Regions from separate parts of the Zea mays genome. Here region 1 is linked to region 2. Evidence: chromatin contacts called from public Hi-C data. All regions are on one chromosome and are shown on one strand. Each heading gives the region's core, a stretch centred on a gene start, on an enhancer-like site or on the middle of the called end of the contact. The rest is flanking DNA. Distances are from core to core; before and after follow the strand shown. Region 1 holds the start of LOC103632103 (5'-nucleotidase SurE). Region 2 holds the start of LOC103632101 (splicing factor 3B subunit 3).

What was found. Hi-C and Micro-C count contacts between places; a contact is called where the count stands out from the background.
Region 1: a Hi-C map of leaf shows a contact between it and region 2, with 6 times the contacts expected there. The contact joins the promoter of LOC103632103 here to the promoter of LOC103632101 in region 2. A contact is called at or near these places in 4 of 25 Hi-C or Micro-C datasets (bundle sheath, leaf, leaf mesophyll and 1 more).

What each region holds. Positions count from the first base shown.
Region 1 is chr7:17,802,943-17,808,092 of Zm-B73-REFERENCE-NAM-5.0, forward strand. It overlaps LOC103632103 (5'-nucleotidase SurE), which reads right to left and starts at 3,452. Exons shown (of 9, transcript XM_020540888.2): 1 at 3,083-3,452. The coding sequence starts at 3,267.
Region 2 is chr7:17,485,216-17,490,578 of Zm-B73-REFERENCE-NAM-5.0, forward strand. It overlaps LOC103632101 (splicing factor 3B subunit 3), which reads right to left and starts at 2,396. Exons shown (of 15, transcript XM_008653953.3): 1 at 1,800-2,396; 2 at 1,223-1,357; 3 at 1,029-1,108. The coding sequence starts at 2,006.

The sequences.
Region 1 (5,150 bases), core at 2,202-4,701, 320 kb after region 2:
ATGGGACCAACTATCATACTTGGGAAAAGAGGATATCTAGACGTATTGTAATTGGGTCAATCAAACATATTGATTAAGAATTGGATTGTTGAGTCAGTGGATAAGTAGAAGAGCTAGAGACATGCCTATTCTCTATGTTGATTGACACCTATGTTGCTGGAGCCTAAACTCCTAGCCTAAGAACATCGCAAGTCTACTGAAATAAGGTTATGCTTACAATTGAATAGGCTTAGCTATCTAAAGTTTCATACTTACCTGCCAGATACATAGTATTGAGATATTCCTTCTTCTGAAAAAGCAATAAATAAATCTTCAATTGAAAGGATCACTAGCTGAGTTGGGTGGGTGGTTTGAGTAGCACTCCTCAGGTCTGAGTTCGACTCTACGGGAGCGAATTTCAGACTAGGGTGAAAATAATCCCCTCGTCTGTCCCACGCCAAAACACTGGTCTATGGCCCGATCCCAATCGTGGTCCTTCTCACATGGTCTACAGTGTCGTCGCGTATGGGTGGGGTAGGGGTTCGGAGGTTTTCTCGGCTTGTGTGAGAAGATCTTCTTAATACAATACCCGGGGTTGTCTTGCACCCCATAGGCCGAGTTTTTTATAAATAAATCTTCAATACATTATTTTTTGTTTATTAATTTGCGTGCCAGGCCTGAAAAGTTTGAAATAGTGGAGAATTCCATTAAAATTAATTCTAACCTAGGGCTTCCACACAACAGTTGTGCATTCACATTTAACATGTTTATATAGTTTTTCTATACGCCCGAGATTTCATATGTTATACATAATAGTTTTACAATTCTGCAGTATTTTCATATATTACCAGATGGTTGTGCTTGGAACATTCCTTTTCTCAAATATGGAAAAGCAATAATTCGTTGAGAACTGATACAAAGGGCACACGTTTCTGCCGATGGTTCATTATTTATGGTCTTTCTTGGCAGTTCTACTTACATAATCTTAAAGTTTGTCTCTGCATGCAAGAAGTCAGATGGCATGCTCTAGACATGAGTTTATCTGCAATCTAAAATATTCCCCTGCTGGCCAAATTGCTTGCGATTTGGTTGACTGAGATGATTTGCAAATGACCCATGTTCATTCCTAACAAACCACCTGTCCCTATCTCAAAATAATCATTGTTTTGCAGTAATACTTTCTTCAAGCTGGTTTAGTAAGTGATGGCTTTGTTATCAAGCACCGTGTTGAGGACAACCACCCTTTCAATAAGCATCAATCGTCACTATGAGTAACTAAACTTGCTCGTTTAGATTCTTCTTCAGAGTTCAGAGTAATTCCTGTTGTCATGTACCTGTATGTGGCTTCATTTCTGTGATAAGCCCATGGTTTTTAAAGCGGTAAGGCGGTCCAAGGCGTTGGAGCACCGCCTGGACGCCTAGGCGAGGTAGGCGGGCAAGGCGCCTAGGCGTTAGATCACCGCCCGGACGCCTAGGCGTCGCCTAGGCGATGCCTTAAGAACAGAGGATAAGCCACCAGGACTTGAAGTTGGATAATATTGTACTGAAGAGCAGCCTGATGTTGTGCCTAAATTTTGAAGATATAAAGAGGCCTTTATTGTTTAACAAGGCTTGCTGAAAAGGCAAAATATGACATTAAATTGTGTTATCTTTTCTCACACCCACACTGCTTTATTGCCTTAAAGAGACATAAAACAATGCTTAAAATACTTTTCTTCAATTCCATTTTTTTGTCTAATCTGTTCGTAGTTTCACCATATTTATTTTATACTAATGCAGGAGTTACCAGAAACGTATACAAATACATAGAGCTCAAATTTTAATGCCTCACATATTGCTTTTCAATAGTTAGTAAAAAAGGGGGGCAGACCCAATACCGGAGGCTCCTACACGAGTGGAGTTTAGGAAAGGAAAAAACCGAGGCAAGCCTTTCTCCTATAAATACGGAGATGATGCTTCGAAGTCGTGACCTAATGACTCAGTGAGATAGCTCTCACTACTGTACCAGGACTGCCCTTCACTTTTCAAGAGTAAGCTCATATTTTTTGGACTGGCAAGCATAAATCCTGAATACATGAAGTCTTACCATGGCAATTCTTATCCAAGTTTGTGTGAGTCTGTATAGTTCTCTTGCGTTTTTTCGAAAATACTGACAATATTAGTTCTCCTGCGTTTTTTCGAGAAAAAAAAAGTCTGTATAGATTACTTGCTCTGCATATACAAATGCATGGTTTTATTTTTCTGATATGAAGTTATGAACAACATAACTTTCTGAAATCCCCTTGTGCATACTTTTGGGAGGTACAAGAGATAACCAATCAATGATAGGAGTAGCAAAAATACTGAGGTTCTGTGCTAGTATCTATTCAGTGATTTGATGCGTTTGAGGTATAGTGATACCATGTGGCTCATAATATTATGTTGTTAAGCAGAGTTAAAATTTATTTGCCTGTTGATTTTGACCCACTGTTTATTTCAAACTTTTATTGCGTTGAAAATTGTGAGGCTTTGGATCCACTATTTTTTCATGCTCTTGTTGCGTTGAGAATTTTGGGACTTCCGTAGCAATGCACAGGCATCTGCCTTCTATTAAAACAAAAACTTGTCATACCGAAAACACCTGTAAACATTGCATGGAAACATTAATTGATAAATTTTGCTTCTCAAGGCCAAACTTGTATTTCCTATTTCTTAAATTCTTTACCGCAAATTTAGCACCCACAATTTTCATACCAATGCAATGATCAAGAGGGAAAACATCAACTAAGCGGTCATCTGCTGCAGACACATCCAGAAATTTACGAAAGCAAAAGGAAATATTGTAACTCATTTAGAGAATAAGTGAAACCGATAGAAACATGTTATTCCAAATTCCTCTGATTCGTCTTCTGGGCGAGAATGCCAGAAAGAGAAAAGGATAAAAAAATCCCAGCACAATTCTAGTTCTTTTTCCTAGCCTACTACGTCCTCTCGGGGTAAATCCCGTGATCCTTCCGCAGAATCTACGCAAGGCACCGACCAATCAACCAAACAAGCAGGAAACCGCAAGGGAGCGAGTAGCAGATAAGGGAGGGATCGCGAGACGAAGGAGGAAAGCATTTACGTGTCGGGCGCGCAGACGAGTACGCGGTATCGCCCTGCGGCGACGAGACGGTCGACAAGGAAGCGGAGCCCCGGCGCGTCGATTCCGTCGTCGTTCGTCACCAGCAGCACCGGCGCCGGCGCCGCAGCCGCGGCCGCGGTAGCAGCAGCAGTGGTGGAGTCCATGCGAGACTGCGAGCGCAGCATGGGGCGTTTCCGTTCGTGCGTAGGGATGTGAATGAGGAATTCCCGTTGGGGAAGAGTCGGAAGACTCCCCGTCTCCGCAGCGACAAAAAGTACCAGTCGCCGTCCCCGCGAACAAAAAGTACCAGTCGCCGTCCATAATGGGATTTTTTTTCCGTAGCGAATATGTCCCTGGAATAAAATATGTAAAGTTATTAGGGTGTTTGGTTGCACTTTCTATATCTTACCAATTAGTGCTAGTTTGAGAGAAAAAGAAAAACGGACTAAATTGAGAGGCTAGAATCACATTCTTATTTAATTTTAAATAAAAAAAGTTTTAGTCTCTCTAATCTGTTTCGGTTTGTAGACTTCCAAACTAATCCTTAGGTTATCCGAAATATTCGGTTTGGGTAATTCAGGTGAATGAAAATTCAGGTATTAAAAAATGTTATCTGATTTTTGTTTTAAAAAAGTATTACCCACGATTTTGGTTACATGATATTTCGGGTTCAGATTCATGTTTTACTTGATATACCCAAAATTGACAAATTCAACCATTTTTAAAAATTCTAGTAGCATTTAAAGCAACAAACAAATGTTTTTAAATCATATCATGTCTTCATATTAATTAACAACAAAACAATTATTAAGTTAGCATAAATCTATATTGATTTGTTCCAGTAATATATTTATATTGCATCAAACCACTTCTTGTTCGGTTATTTCCGTTCCATATGGATTGGAGGGGATTGGTATGGATTATAAGGGATTTTGACTTACTAGGGATTAAAACCGACTCAATCCCCTTCAATCCATATGGATTTGGGTTAAACCGAACAAGCCCTTATGTTTTTGTATTTTTGGTAATTCAGGTAGTTTGGGTGGTAACCGAACTACTGAAAGGGAATTAGGCTTACACCTATTTCCTAAACTAATTTTGGTGGTTGAATTGCCCAACACAAATAATTGGACTAACTAGTTTGCCCAAGTCTATAAGATCTACAGGTACCAAAGGTTCACAATAAGCCAATAAAAAGATCAAGAGAAAGGGTTCAAACAAAGGAGCAAAGGGACAACCGAAGGCACCCTGGTCGGGCGCACCGGACTGTCCGGTGTGCCACCGGACAGTGTCCGGTGCACCACCGGACAGTGTCCGGTGTACCAAGGAACTCCAAGCTGAACTCCGCACCTTCGGGAATTCGCAGAGTCGTCGCGCTATAATTCACCGGACTGTCCGGTGTACACCGGACAGTGTCCGGTGCTCCAAGGATGAAGAGACTCTGAACTCGTCGGCTTCGGGAATTCACAACGGCTAGTCCGCTATAATTCACCGGACATGTCCGGTGTACACCGGACTGTCCGGTGTGACGCCAGCGCGCACAGAAGTCAGGCACGCCCATGCTGGCGCACCGGACACTCCACAGTGCATGTCCGGTGCGCCACCGGACATCGAGACGGGCCTAGCAGTCAGAGCTCCAACGGTCGGAACCCTAACGGCCTGGTGACGTGGCTGTCGCACCGGACATGTCCGGTGTGCACCGGACTGTCCGGTGCACCATACGACAGACAGCCTCCACCAAACGGCTAGTTTGGTGGTTGGGGCTATAAATACCCCCAACCACCCCACATTCAAGTCATCCAAGTTTTCCACTTCTCAACCACTTACAAGAGCTAGGCATTCAATTCTAGACACACTCAAGTGATCAAATCCTCTCCAATTCCACACAAGGCTTTAGTGATTAGCGAGAGAGATTTGCCGTGTTCTTTTGAGCTCTTGCGCTTGGATTGCTTCTTTTCTTTCTCACTTGTTCTTGTGATCAAAACTCACTTGTAATCGAGGCAAGAGACACCAATTGTGTGGTGGTCCTTGCGGGGAAGTTTTGTTCCCGGTTTGATTTGAGAAGAGA
Region 2 (5,363 bases), core at 1,146-3,645:
AACCGTAGCAAAGCACAGACGCCTGGCTAGTCAATAGTAGAAGGGTGCAAGACGCTCTACTGGATAGGAAATGGATCTCAAACATCAAATGTACCTTAACCGTAGGAGTCATTTCTGATTTTCTTACCCTCTAGGACGTCTTACAAACTGTTAAACATGTGTTCAGGGTAGCCACCAATGGCAAATACTCAGCAAAGGCAGCCTATGAGGGTCTATTTTTTGGATCAACCCTTTTTGATCCTTGGGAAATAATTTGACACTCTTGGGCTCCACCAAAATGTAAATTTTTTGTGTGGATGGCTGCTCTTAGGAGGTGCTGGACAGCAGATCGACTGCGTAAAAGAGGGTTGGATCACCCTGAATGTTGCCCTCTTTGTGATCAAGAACATGAAACCATTAATCATCTTCTAGTTGGATGTGTTTTTACAAGAGAATTCTGGTTCACTTTGCTTGAGCAAGTTAACCTTCAAAGCCTTGCTCCACAACCAGGTGAAGGGAACGCAATGGAATGGTGGCGGAAGATAGCTGATAATGTGCAGGGTGTAGCTGCAAAGGGGCTGAATTCTTTTATTATTCTTGGTTTTTGGACAATCTGGAACCACATAAATGGATGTGTTTTTGACAGACACTGTCCAAGCATAGTGCTTGCTTTTAAAAGTCTAGATGATGAGAAAGTGCTTTGGGAGTTGGCAGGGGCTAAAAACCTCTCCCTCCTCTTGGCTCCAGTCCCAGGCGTGAGTAGTCTCTTTAGTTCTTAATGGAACCCTTTTTGTATGGTGTTTTCTGGCCACCGTGAGGTGCCTGTAGTTTGTATTGGCTGTTCTGGTCTAATTTGGACCTTGTTTTTCTTCTTAGTATAATGATACGCAGCTCTCCTGCGTGTTCGAAAAAAGTAAACATACTGCTAGATGCATAAAATACAGTTGACTAAGCATTACCATAAAAACAACATTTAAGAGCCAAAATCTAGTACCAACAAGCAGAGAACAAAGGCATAAAAGTTAAAAACAGAGGCAAATAGAACTAACCTGTGCATCTCAGAACAAAAGTAAAGAAGAGAAAGCTTTCCAGAATCTGAAAGGACAACCAGAAGATCTTTGCATTCTATCTGAAAAGATCAACAATTAATTAATCACTCACTTCCAAACACAATTAGACACAGATGTGTTGTGTACAAAAGAACATTGAAAAGATTGCGGACTGTAGTGAGAAGGAAAAGTACCTGTGGAATTAAACCATTATGTCTAGAGTGCCATTGCAATACACCAATATCTTTTATAATCCCAAAAATGTCTTGTTCACATATTGACTGTAAAACACCATCATCACCAACAGCAACCAACTCCAGTGAAGTTTCCTGAAGCAGAACCCCAGTTACATGAAACAGGGAACATGAACCAGCAAACGCATTATGTAAATTGTAAAATTGATAGAAGATGTCGTCTGTCATCTTGGCTCAGAGCCTTATAGTCATCGGCTGTGGAATTGAGGTTATCGGAGTTTTGTCTATTGGCGGTGCAATATTCAGCGACCATCCACCACCCTCAGTTCTAGGAGCTGTAGCTTGGTTGCTTCTCTCTGTGGTTGTTAGTGATTGTTGTTCTATTGTATGTGGTTTTGCTTGTGCTCTCTTTCTGGCCTTTCTTGCTTTGTAACTATGGGCTCATGACCCAATTTGTAACTACCATTACAGGCTTTTGACAGAAACTGTGGTAATGAAAAGGTGGGGATAGTTCATCCCCCGGTGATCTCACAAAAAAATCCATCTCTCCTGTGAAAGTGTGGGGAGCAAAGCAAACCTTGGCGAGGACGACGTCCGCGGAGTCGGGCGAGCGGAAGCAGCCCTCGGCGACGTGGAGCACGGCGCTTCCCCGGAGCACCCGCTTGGCGATGTAGTGGGTGGCGTCCGCGGTAGACGTGGACGCGGATGTCGACGCGGAGGTAGAGGGCCCCGAAGAGGACGCCGCCGCCGCCGCAGAGGCGTCGCCGGCGGTGGATGGCTTCATCCGCAGCCTCTGCAAGGGTTAGGGTTTGGTTGGTTGATTCAGACACGTGATCTCGCCTAGCCGAAGGACGGAGCCTCTGGATTCTGGCTCAGGGAGAACGAGGCCAAGTTAAACTAGCGGATCCAGCAGCGAACTAGCGACGCCGCTGAGCGGAACCAAACCAACAAACCAAACAGGCAACAAAAGTTGAAAATGGGATCATACCTACCAATAGTAAATGATTTCTATTCTATCCTAACATAATAATAATTTACACGAATTCAGTACGACATTATCCCCTAGTTCCCAATATGTTATTATAGGTCTTGAAACCAAACGAGTCGAGTCGAGCCGAGCCGAGCCGAGTCGAACCGATGAGTGTAGAAAACTGGGAGACGCCTAGGAGGGGGTGAATTAGAACTTCCAAAACTTTCACTTAAACTAGATCACAAATAATTCTTTAGAGCAAAACTTATGCAAATAATCAAACTAGAATGTGCAAGCTAGGTTTTGTCTAAGTGTTGTTATCTCTACCGCAATGGTTAAGTTTCAATCTACATTATATAAGTATGAATACAAGATTGAAACTTAAATGTTTAATATAAATGCGGAAACTTAAATAGTAAGGTAGAGATGCAAACTCTCGTGGATGACGCCGGTATTTTTACCGAGGTATCCGGAACCACATAATGTCCCGACTAATCTTCGTTGGTGTCCCTACGCAAAGGGAAGCCCACGCGAGGGCCAAGCACCTCGATCGAGTAACTCCGTAGCTGCGGGCCTTCTCCACGCGCAAGTGGTGCTCCGCTTCCGGCTCCTCTCGGACGCTCCCCGTCGTCTCCACTATCGAGCTTCCGGCCGAAAACGTCGCGGGCCTCGTTCCCTCCGGTATACGGTGGCGGTCGTGACACAAACGCGGTTGTCATGGTCTCGCAAGACTCTTGCCCCACTCGGTACAATTACAACGGCTCGCGCAAGAGACGAGTGGTTGTTTGGTTTATCTAAACTCACTCAACTAACTAGGATTCACCTAGAGCAAGCGCTAGAGCGGTCTAACTAACCTAAGCACTTCGCAAAGCACCTACGCTAATCAACAAGTGATTCTATTAAGCACTTGGGTGTATGAGCTCTTGGAAATGTGAACTATGTGCCTTGGTATGTCTCTTGGGCTCCCACACCTGGAAATGACTGGTTGGGGTGTATTTATAGAGCCCCAACACAAAACTAGCCGTTGGAGGAAAGATGTTGCTTTCTGTGGTGCACCGGACAGTCCGGTGGGATCACCGACAGTCTGGTGCCCTTGTCCGGTGCGCCTAGTCGTTAGGTCTGTCAGAGCAGGTGACCGTTGGCGCGTAGACTTTATACACCAGACAGTCCGGACTTCACACCGGACAATCCGGTGGTCTTCCCTCCACGGTGTCACCTGGAACTAGCCGTTAGGGCTACTATTCCTGGTGCATCGGACAGTCCGGCGTGAGGCACCGGATAGTCCGCAGGCAACACTTGATTCTTCTCTTGGACTTCACTTGATCTTCTTAATGTCTTCTTTTGAGGTGTTGCTTTCCTCAATATCTTGGTCCAAGTTAGTCTGGTGCGCCAGTCTACAGCACACTCAATTCTTTGCTCCGGTTTATTTTTGTCCCTAACTTGAATCTTTTATTAGTTTGTGTTGAACCTTTTTGCACATGTAAAACATGTATTCTAGAGCAAACTAGTTAGTCCATTTATTTGTGTTGGACATTCAACCACCAAAATTAATTGTGGGAAAAGGTAACCCTATTTCCCTTTCAATCTCCTCCTTTTTGGTGATTGATGCCAACACAAACCAAAGCAAATATATCAAGTGCAGAAATGAACTAGTTTGCATAAGGTGAGTGCATAGGTTACTTGGAATTTAAACCAATCTATAATTTCACTAGATATGAGTGGATTGCTTTCTTCTACTTAGTATATTGGACCACATTTGCACCACTTGTTTTGTTTTTGCAAATTCTTTTGTAAAAATCTTTTCATAGTCTTTTGCAATTAGTCAAAGGTATATGAATAAGATGGCAATAAGCATTTTCAAGATTTGAAATTTCTCCCCCTGTTTCAAATGATTTTCCTTTGACTAAACAAAACTCCCTCTGAATGAAATTCTCCTCTTAGTTTTCAAGATGGTTTTAATAGATATCAATTTTGAAAATGTACCTTTAAATATACCAATTGAAAGGACTGTCATTACAAGATACCAATTGAAGTCTTAACACAGTACCAATTTTTTGCTCTCTCAAGATAAGGATATCAATTGATATATGACATAGATACCAATGAAGAATATCAATTAAAGCTTCATCTTTTATATCAATTAAAAAACAAACATTTGTGAAAACCAAATGAATCTTCATTTCGATTTTTTTTAAATTGGTGGTGCGGTTCTTTTGCTTTGGGTTTAATATTTTCTCCCCTTTGGCATTAATCGCCAAAAACGGAGACTGTGAGAGCCCTTGAGTTACTTTCTTTCCCATTGGTACAAGTAAATATGAGTGAAGGATTATACCAATTTGGAGTGAGTGGAGTAGCGACGAAGGATAAATGATACCGTTGTAGTGGAGTGGAAGCCTTATCTTTGTCACATACTCCATTTCCCTTTCAATCTATGACTAGTATGAAAATATACTTGAAAACACATTAGTCGTAGCCTTGGTACATAAGAAAGATGCAATTGTACCAAAATGAAAAAGATATGATCAAAGGTATATAAAAGAGCTATGTGTGCAATGTTTCAATCAAAATTCCGAGAATCAAGAATATTTAGCTCATTCCTAAGTTTGCTAAAGGTTTTCTCATCTAAAGGCTTGGTAAAGATATCGGCTAATTGATATTTGGTGTTGACATAAGCTATTTCGATATCCCCCTTTGTTGGTGATCCCTCAAAAGTGATACCGAATGTCTATCTGTCATACGGATTGCACTCTCGTTATCACATAGGAGAGGGACTTTGCTCAATTTGTAGCCATAGTCCCTAAGAGTTTGCCTCATCCAGAGTAATTGCGCACAGCAATGGCCTGCGGCAATGTACTCGGCTTCAGCGGTGGAAAGAGCTTCTGAATTTTGTTTCTTTGAAGCCCAAGACACCAGGGATCTCCCCAGAAACTAACAAGTCCCTGATGTGATCTTTCTATCAATTTTACACCCTACCCAATCGGCATCGGAATATCCTATTAAATCAAAAGTAGATCCCTTGGGGTACCAAAGTCCAAACTTAGGAGTGTAAACTAAATATCTCATGATTCTCTTCACGGCCCTAAGGTGAACTTCCTTAGGATCGGCTTGGAACCTTGCACACATGCATACGGAAAGCATAATATCTGGTCGAGATACACATAAATAGAGTAA